Regions from separate parts of the Sus scrofa genome. Here region 1 is linked to region 2. A link is a contact called in public HiChIP or PLAC-seq data. All regions are on one chromosome and are shown on one strand. Each heading gives the region's core, a stretch centred on a gene start, on an enhancer-like site or on the middle of the called end of the contact. The rest is flanking DNA. Distances are from core to core; before and after follow the strand shown.

Region 1 (4,886 bases), core at 2,225-4,724, 110 kb before region 2:
ATTACGCTAAAGGAAGGAAACTAGACAAAATTGTACCAAAAAAAAATCTCTCTATGATTCTATTTATATGACACTTGAGTACATGCAAAACTAACCGATAGTGACGGAAAGCAGACCAGTGGCTGCTTGGTACGGAAGGTTGGGGTGGATCTGGCTGCAAATGAACACAAGGAAAATTGGGGGGCATTAGAAATGGTCTCTATCTTGATCATGGTGATTACATATATCACACATGAGTATATAAATTTGACAAAACTCTTCAAACTGGATGTTTAAAATTGGAAAATTTTGCTTCATGTTTATTACACCTCAATAAAGTTGATTTTGAAACAAGTTACTGAAAAAGCATCTCAAGAAGGGACAGAAATTCAGAGGACAAGGAAGGAGGTTTGGTGAATGGGTGGCAGTTAAGTAATGGAGCAGGGAGGGGAAAGATGAGGGCTTCCAATTCCTGGAGGAGGACCCAACTGATAAGCGTATAAATACATACATATATACACACATTTTTATATATATATATATATATATGTATATATATATATATATATATATATATAGAGAGAGAGAGAGAGAGAGAGAGAGAGAGAGAGAGAAATAATTGCCTCAGCTTCCTCATCCCGTTTGGGACAGTACTGAGGTTGGTCTTCACTGTGTCCAGACCTTTGCTCCAGGACCAAAACGAAGTTCCCTACTGTGACATTGTGATTTATAATATATTTAGTCTTTGTTTTCATTTATGACACAAAGCTCCTAAAGCCCTTGGAATTTTTCTTTTGTTACATTACTGAAGTGACTTTTAGAAAGCACCTAAGGATGGGGACTGGCTGCCAGGGGACTAGACCCTGGGTTTGGAGAGTTAGAACTTTCAGTTCCACCCCCTGGACCTCGGAGGAAGGGAAAAAGGCTGGAGATTTAAACACCAGTGCCTATGTAATGAGGTCCCCCAAACACCCAAAAGGACAAAGGTCAGAAGGCTTCCTAGATGATGACCACATGGAGATGTGGGGAGAGTGGTGAGCCCAGAGAAAGCATGGAAGCTTCTTGCTTTTTTCCCATACCTTGCCCTAAGCATCTCTTCCATCTGGCTATTCCTGAGTTACATCCTTTCATAATAAACCAGTGATCTAGTTAAGTGAAGTATTTTTTGAGTTCTGTGAGCCCTCTAGCAAATTAATTGAACCCAAGGAGAGGACTGTTACGAATCTCTGATTTAGAGCCAGTTATCAGAAGCACAGGTGACACCCTGAACTTGCAATTAATATCTGAAGTCGGGACAGTCTTGTCAGGCTGAGCCCTTAACCTGTGAAACCTACTGTAGGCTGTCCAGCTGGGGGTGGACAACTGCTTGGTGGTGTGTGTGTGTGGGGGGGGGGAAATGCATACATTGTAATTGATGCTAGAATCATCTTACCCATGCTCAGGGCCCTTGGCCTAATAACTCACCTTGATTCAGCTCCCTTCCCTCTCTCTATCTCTTGCTTCCCTTATTCCTGACTGAATTATTCCTGGAAACATTTGCTGGTAAATTGCTTTCCCAGGAATCCTCACTTCAGGGTTTACTTCTGGGACACTGGGGTCTGAGTAATCTTCAAAGAAGCAGCAACCTTGGTATGTCCTTGTGTGTGTGCATGTATGTTGGGTGGAGGTGAGAAAGCAAAACTCTCAGTCAGGGAGGAGTCTGAACCAAAGTCCCAAGTTGTGATGAATTCGGGAAACAGCAAGCAGTCCAGCTGGGCTGGAGCGCAGTGCAGAGATGGCAGGTCACAGGGAGATGTGAGACTGGAGTGGCCCATAAGGGATGGAGGTCATAAAAGAGTAAGTCACATTAAGAACTTATCTTCAGGGTAACAGTGAACCATTGAGAGGCTACAGTGAGGACACAGATCTGCTCTTTGGGAAGATTGCTGTGTTTGCAGTGGGAAGACCGTGTCTGAGAGGAGCAAAGCGGAGTCAGAGCAGTTCGGGGGCTGGTCCAGACATGCCGGTGGTTAACTGGAAAGAGATCATTGGAATGGAGCGGGAGAACATGGGTGCATTCAAGAGATGTTCCAAACAAGATTCAAGTTTTGATCAAGCGAGCGAGTGATTGCATAGGGATGGGTAAGGAAAGAGAGGAGGCAGAAATGATCCCCGGGTGGTCACAGGTCTGGGTCCCCCAGAATCAGACTCTCATTTGGGAACTGGAAAGCAGGAAGTTGATTAGAAAATGCTCTCAGTACTGACCCTTGTTGGCAGAAAGGGACAGAAACTGGACTGTAATGAAGTCTCCATAAAGGCTTCAGTCAACCTCATGGGGGGTCTGGAGCTGGGCGGGCCCTGCAGGAGCTGTCCTGAGTGGGGACAAGGGATCTAGGCCCCTGTCCACACCAGCCAGCCCCAGGATGGAAATAACCCCGGGGGATGGCGCAGAACCTCGGATGATGTGGCTCCCTTCAACTGAAGGCAATTCCTGGGGAGGGCTGACAGCTGAGCCATCAGCCAACAAGCTTCCCAGCGGCTGAGGAGGGAGGTCCTCCTGTCCTCACAGGGGGGCCGGGCAGCACAGCACAGCATCCACCACTGACCCTTAGGTGTGAGGTGCTTGTGAGGCTTTGCAGTGGCACCCAGTTTTTGGCGTCTGGATTTCAGGAGAGGATGAGCTGATCTTGAGGAAAGGGGTTATCAGCTCTGGGCCTCTTTAGGGTCTTAGACCCTTTTGAAAAGTTGATGAAGGCTCTTCTCGCATTCACAACTCCAAACAAAAATCTGCATAAAATTTCAGGAATTTGTCTTAGCTTGGGTCCACTCATAAGTAGAAACCTGGGACCAAGATTTGGATTCAAGCTGTTCATTTGGGAAGTGATCTCAGAAAACTGAGGGAGTAGAGAAATGAGCAGGGAAAGGAGAAAAGCCAATAAATGTACATTAATGGGCAGGTGGTCAGCTGGGGCTCAGTCTTGCCGGAGCCCCTCCGAGAAGCCCCGAGGAACATACCCTAGAATCGTCCCACCCACCCAGCCAGGCAGCTGAGGCATTTATCTGTCATCTCTCACTGGTTGAGGATCACCTTGGGGGCATGAACTCTCTGGCCTTTCCCGTCACCATTCTCTTCGCTTTCCCACCCCTGCAGGTCCCAAAACAACACGGTCCAGTGGCCAGAGAACGCCCTCTGGGCAGAGAGGTGCAGGTGCTTTCTTACTGTAGTAAGAAACCATCAGATTGCCAATAACGGCTTGAGAGTCCGAACGCACAGCAAGGGCACCCACAGCACCTGCCACTGGACTTGTATGTTCCTGGAGAAGAATTCTCGCCAGAGAGGACTGAGGAACACGGAGATGGCAGAAGACATAGCCAGTGAAGTAGGAACAAAATAATCAAAACAACGTGGTGCCGTGTCAACAGTCTGAAGTGATGGAGACGTCTAGGGTACACAGCTTCCTCCAGCTGGGGCCCCACGGGAGTCACAGAGGAACTTACTGCTGTCAGTGAGCCTGGTTTTTCTGCTGTAACTCGGAGTTCTCCAGTCCTGACACGGCCTTGCCCGGACAATTCAAGGACCAGATGGAAGGCTGGAGTGGCCAACTGTTGGAGAGCAGTTTGGGAAACTAGGGTGCAGCTCTCAGGGGGCTAGGATTGAAGGGGATATTTAATCATTCACGAGTTCAGACTGGCAAGTATATAGAGAGGGCCAAGCCACTCGCCTCTGTGCCACAAGAATGCCTCAATTAAATGCCATTCAGTCAGAAGAGGCAGAAAGAAAAACAAACCTTTTGGCTGTAATTTCGCACTGGGTTTTTTTCATGTAAATCAAGGGGTGCGAATGGCCTGTTCCATCAGCCCTAAGTGTCAAAAGCGCAGAAGTCTGCAGCTGTCGGTCTGCAGTGTTACCCAGTGACCATTTAAACAGCCTATCAAGTTCCTCTCGGAAAACAAGGTTCTGAGTCCCAGTTCCGAGTTGAACCACTTGAAATGTTTGATGGCAGTGGAGCCAAGAAGTCTCAAAAGCGGTCTTACAAAGGGAGCGTTTCCTCAAGGTTGAGCTCTACTGGTTTTTGTAGTTGTAGTTGCGGCTGCCGGGGTTTGAGTTTTCTTGCTCCTCAGAACACCTCCTCGCTACAAACAAACTGCCCTTGAACAAAGTGCTGTCGACCGAGGGAACAAGACGCAGTGTACACAAAGCTAAGGAAAGGTTAAGAGGAACTTGGTAACCTTGGGAGAGTCTGGAAATGAGCGACGCTAACAACGGGCCCTGCACACGGTGGGCGCTCGGTCAGCAACTGTGCCTTGGCACTGGCGGCGGCAGCTGCTGTTCTGCAGGGAAACCTGCTGTGATCATTTCCTCCCACTTGGGAGAGACGATACAACTCTGTTTATTCATATCCTCAGGAGATTATAAAACCCTTGAATGCAGAGATTGGAACCCTCTACGCCCACCCCCACCAAATACCCCCGTGTTGACGGAATCACATATACACATATTCCAAACAATTCCACAGTGCTCACATCACCGTGTGCTCCCTAGATGATTTGGTTGATCATTCTGCAAAGATCTGGGTAAAACAAGGAGGAAATCACAGCTTAAAAGGGCAGAGCTCCTGCATTATTCTCCTGCCTTTCCACTGCTGAGTGATCTTGAATGAATTGCTAAATTCCTCTGAGTTACAGTTTTCCCAACCAGAAAATGGATAAATCACCCCCTGTTTACAAAGTGCCCTGGTAAGACAAGTGGAAATACAATCAAAAGTTTATCAAGTGAGTTCTCTCAACTAGAATAAAAATTAGACCATGACATTTTGGATAAGACTCAATATTTTGTTAGTCAAATTCCATCAAAATTATACTTAGGTGCATTAACTTAATTTAAGAACTAGTGGAAAATTATATTACTATTTGACACATTACTGCTC
Region 2 (5,088 bases), core at 884-3,383:
ACTGGCTCCCTGGAAAACTGGAAGCATTGCTGGACACACCTTAGCAGAGTTTAGCACTCACTGGGAGCCAGTCAAATAGCCACAGCACATGTTATAACACTATAACATTTAAGTATCTCCTAAGACCAACTCCAAAGACTTGTAAATAAAGATCTGGAAGGTGTGGGCACTAGTATTACTGGTGTTTCTCTTCTTGTTCTTCTCGGAGCCAAGTAAAATGTCTGCCTTTAAGTTTTTAGGCCTCAAAACTCATTTTTGCTTGAACCTCTTAAAAAATTCAAAAAGTCAATTAGGCACTAATAAGCTGGTCAAGTTGGTTGGAAGCTGTAATATATGTACCTTCCTAAATACTTCTGAATATTTACGAGCTTTTTCGTGGGGTGTACAGGGTTACTTGGAAATATTAGAAATAAAAACCTTGGAAGTAAATCTTGTTGGTAGCTTCTTCCCAAATAAAACTGAACACTTAACAGGGATGATTATCCACCACTTTGAAATACCAGAGAAAAAGACTTTTGCTTAAAAAAAAAATTATTTTTATTTAACTACTAAGCCATCCATCCACTGGCAGATGAGAAAGCAATAAACTTGTCGAGTTTCGTTAACACATTTGCTCTTTTTTTATTTTTTAGAATATAGTCTACATCTGGATTAAAAAAGTTTTAAATAAATTTAAGACATATAACAACTGGAACCCTTCATCATTCCATATACAACACGGATAGAATGTCAGCTGGTTCCATTTCTGATAAGTCCACTTTCTCATAATAATGTTATTATTTTCACTGGCTGGGTGGCAAGCTTCGTACAAGCTGGCCCAGGGCCAGCTTACACACACCGGGGTGGGGGTAGCGTGGAAGGGATGGAGTAGGGGTGCCACAGGACAACTATACAGTGTAACAGAAAATCATTAATAAAGTAGTACCGGTTACCGACAGACAGTGCTGTTTGTGCGCATATCACAATGGAATCGCCGAAGTTTCAGAGCAAGGAGGAGATTCGAAATACTTAAGACAGGGCCACTGTTACCAAAAAAAAAAAAAAAAAAAAAAAAGTGCAAACAGGAAAACTGATGCAATCCTAGCAACGCTGCGGCCTCCACCAGCCCAACGGCAGGGCGGCGGGAGGCTGCGCGCCCGCCCCGCCTTCCCCAGCGCCCAGCTCCGGGCGGCGCTCCCAAGTGTAGCAACCCAGCGCCGCGCCCTGGAATGGCCCTTTTCTCGGCCCTTCTCCTCCGGAAAGAACAGAATAGAAACTCCAGGAAAGGCACAGACTGAAGGCAGGGCGTCAACTCAGTCCCATTCCCAACAGAGTAGAACACAGCCCCCTCACCACCACCTCTCTGCGGGAGAAGGAAGTCATTGGGCACACCCGCCCCCCGCCACGTTTTGCCATCACTTTCCTCTCCCAAAAGAAGCCCCTTCCTCCCTCTAGCTCCGCCGCGTCCTCTGCACGTACGCAGCCCCCCAACTTTGCAGTCCGCCCAGCGCGCCCTACAGCCAGAAAGAAAATAGACTTGAAAGGGAGAGGGTGAGAAATGGGGGGGCGGGGGGAAGGGTGCTGGGCAGCCGCGGGCGACCCGCCTCAGTGCCCCCAATTGCTGAAGCCGATTTCCTGCTTGTATCTGTTGGTGAGGATGTTGGCCTTGCGCGTGAGTTTGGAGAGCACGGTGTGCAGCCCGCGCAGGTGGTAGTGGAACTGCTGTTCTAGGTCCTCCTCGCCGGCGTCCGCGCCCTCCAGGTGGCTCAGATCCACCAGGATGTCCTTGGACTTCCAGGCGCTCCCCTCCTCGCTCCCCGTTGGCTGCGGCTGGTGCAGGACTCCCCACTCGATGTCGTGGCGGATGGACTTGAGCAGCACGTAGTGGCTATACATGTCCCGGGAGGGCGCGAAAAAGCTGCCGTTGGCGCTGCCCGGGCCGGGGGCCGGGGGCGTGCGCTCCTCCAGGCAGCCGCCACTGCCGCCTACCTCCACGCCGACGTCGTTGTCCAGCCCGGGCTCGGCCAGGGGCACGTCGCGCAGCAGGCTGGGCACCATCACCGTCTGGTCCATGTTGTTCACGGCGCCGATGAAGCGATTCATGGCGTTAAAGAGAGAGTGCTTCTGGTTGTAGGTGTCGCAAATTTGCATCATGGTGGCCGGGCGGGCGCCGAAGCACTGGGACGTATGGGCACCGGATGGCCGGCCGGGGCGAGGGGCTGCCCGCCTTCACGCGCTCTGAGGCCCGCGCCGGGAGGCCTGACTATGGCTACAGAGGGTGCGGCGGGATTCCGGGCTCCTCCTCCGCCCTCTCCAACTCTCGTCTCGCTCGCAGCCCGACCCTGCGGGATGCGCGACTTCTCCTGGCTTTGGCGTCCGGAAGCTCGCGATATCGGCGCGTGGTCCGTGGGTCGAGCCCTGGCCTGGCTGGGAGACCGAAACGGAAGAGACTATTATTCACTCGGCTAGTGTGCCCGGCGTCCCTGCCCGCGCGCACCTCCCTGCCCGGTTATTGCTCGACTGGGACGGCGCCCGGGTGGCTCCCCCCAGCAGGGCTGTCCCGCCTCCTAGCCCGCCCGGGGCCGCGAAAAGAAGGAAGGGGTGCTCCCCACTCCCATCTCCCTCCGAAAAGCCTGAGTCCAAGCGCCACGCTGACCGGACAGAGGTGGGGCGGGGGTACGCACCTCCTAGGGGTCCTCGAGCGCCTCTGCTGCTGGGTAGCTCAGTGTTCCCGCTTCTGGCGGCTGCTGCCTGCGGGTGCTGTTGCGGTCAGTGGCCGGACTGTGACTGCGGGCGGTGGTGGTGGCGTCGGCCCCCTACCCATCCCAGGTGCTCAATTTATAGAGCCCCAGGAAAGGTGTCACCGGCGCTCAGGGCCACCCCCCGTGTCTCCTCCTCCCGCCTCCCCGGCTGCGTCGAGATAAAAGGCCCGAGCTGGGGATGACCGCGAGTAACACTCTCCGGGCCCTTTCTACAGCGGGGGCGGGGCGCGCCGGGCCAGCTCCGCCTCTCGCCTGATACCCGGGTGGAGGGAGGGCGCTGAGGCAGGGCAGGGCAGGGCAGAGCAGGGCAGAGCGGAGGAGGGATGGAGCTGCCGCACCCAGCCAGCGCCGAGCGCAGAGCCGGCCAGCTTGGGGCGGAGGTGGGGGGGGAGGCACTGCGAGGTTAAAGACGGCGCCGCTGGAGTGCGGGGGGTCGGATGGGCCTTCTTCACGCTCCCCGGGTGGGATTAACAAATTTCAGGAGCCTAAATGAGGCCCCCAACCCTGCATCTATACTGGCGGTGGCCCGGAAACTACGGATCCGGTTTATTAATAGCCGTCGGGGAAGAGGGACCCACAGCAGCAGCAACTCCATCCTGAGACTCTTACGTAAGAAGGATGGCTGGGCATGCCGGATGCACGTGGACGCGTGGTGCTCCCGCGGTGGCCCTGGCCTTGGCCAGCTGCTGGGGGAGGGGAGCCTCGGAGGCTTTTGCCTCCCTCCTGGCGAGGTCTTTCTCAATCTTTCCTGTAACAACCTTTGCCAGGGATGAAGAGTGACCCACCATCGGAGCTGCACATTTTCCCAAGAGATCAGATGTGGCCATGGGGAGAAGTAGCCAAATTCCTGACTTTTGTCCAAGTCCCGGTACCCAGATCTCAGGCCCTGTGGCCTTTTAGCTGCCAAAGGGCCAGGAAAGAGTGACAGTATGTAGGCCCGGTGTTGGGTGTCTGTAGTCATTTAACAGAAAAGCGGGGAGGTATCCAATATTTTTTCTGGGGTGGGGGGGGACGGAGTTTTGAAACATTCCTTTCCAAAAATAGTTCTTAAAACGCAAGGTCATATAATGGGGCCTAAACTATTTACCATACCGCTGGATTTAACTTTTAGGAGTCTTTAAATTTCACTTTGAGATTTCAAACCACAGTCTGTTTTCATTTTTACTTTACCATCTCACTTCCCATGCTATGTCCTTCATCTACCAGTCTTCTCCAGAAGTCCTACAGATAATTCAAGCTTCTAATTTTGAAACTCGTTTTTCTAAAATCTTTCAGGGGTGCTTTTATTGCACTGTTTTCTCACAGGACAGAAAGTGTCAAAAGGGAGAAGCACATAATGAGAGGTTTATTTTTTCCCTCTTTCTTTCACCTTAATGATCTCTATTTTTTCCCATGGCAAATCATCTTCCTAATTATCTTTTGAATGAAAATCTGACTTGGTGTTACAAGGGCTAGACAGGAGTCAGTGACTCCTGGAGGCAGAGACCAGCCTTGGAGAGCCCCTCCTCTCAGGATTTATTAGCTCTGCCAGATCATAGCCCTTGTTTTCGTATCTGTAAAACTGGAATAAAGTTATCTGCTCAAACTATCAGGGTCTTTGGGAGAATCAATGTGAAGAAAAAAGTAGAGCAAAAAAAAATTAAATAAATTTCAAAAGCATTAAAATAATCTCACTCCTCTCTTTACACACATGGTGATATAGAAACTCTCCCAGCACCAGTTTCCTTATCAACAAAATGGAGCTTCTCCCATGGCCTGTGCCAAATTTTGGTTAAGGGCGAATAATTATAATAGATGTAAATATTATGTTAATTGTAAAGTATTTTATAAACACGAATGGTACTTGGTGTAGGACCTCTTCGTAGTCTAAAAGGTGTTTATGTGATGATCCACGGAGCCTTCCCCCTAGTGATTAGGCAAACGGAGAGTACAAAGTTAAGTCCAGCTTGATTTTAAGCCCTTATGTGCACTGACATCCGAAAAGCACTGCAAGAGGTAATCTCAAAGAAAACACAATCCAGTTTCCCAAGAACTGATTCTCTGTAATTTAAAACACATTTTGTCCCCCATGACAAACTCTCCTGATAGTTTAAGAACATAGGCCTCTGGATGAAAACTTAGTATTCAGATTTGGATTACTAAATACGAGGATCCTGCCTCTTCCCAATTTCAGCAAAGTGTGATAATAACTTGCAGAAAGAAAACAGAAATTCAAGTGATCTAGCAAATGGATCCCAACAAAACTCGTTCAGCTTGGGAGAAAGCTCCCAATACCTTCTATTTGGCCTCCACTCCTGCCCTGATCTGTTTTCGTCCTTCCTCTGGTGCCTAGGTCACTCTCCATCCC

What was found. HiChIP or PLAC-seq counts read pairs in DNA pulled down with a chosen protein or histone mark.
Region 1: an H3K27ac HiChIP or PLAC-seq map of skeletal muscle shows a contact between it and region 2. The contact joins the enhancer-like site here to the promoter of MID1IP1 in region 2. A contact is called at or near these places in 1 of 5 promoter capture datasets (liver), 8 of 47 Hi-C or Micro-C datasets (embryonic fibroblasts, heart right ventricle, liver and 2 more) and 2 of 2 datasets of contacts at active chromatin or transcription factors (alveolar macrophages and skeletal muscle).

The regions. Positions count from the first base shown.
Region 1 is chrX:34,869,314-34,874,199 of Sscrofa11.1, reverse strand. No RefSeq gene overlaps it. Among named protein-coding and RNA genes, the nearest start is that of MID1IP1, 110 kb to the right of the region's middle. Within about 2 kb of position 3,474, at least 3 of the 83 cell types and tissues checked have an H3K27ac peak or open chromatin away from gene starts, as enhancers often do. A contact at or near this core is called in skeletal muscle, where this site is marked.
Region 2 is chrX:34,761,592-34,766,679 of Sscrofa11.1, reverse strand. MID1IP1 (MID1 interacting protein 1) reads right to left here and starts at 2,133. Exons shown (of 1, transcript NM_001256365.1): 1 at 1,585-2,133. The coding sequence starts at 2,133. The coding sequence ends at 1,585. It overlaps LOC106506941 (a long non-coding RNA gene), which reads left to right. Exons shown (of 3, transcript XR_002340636.1): 3 at 1-1,055.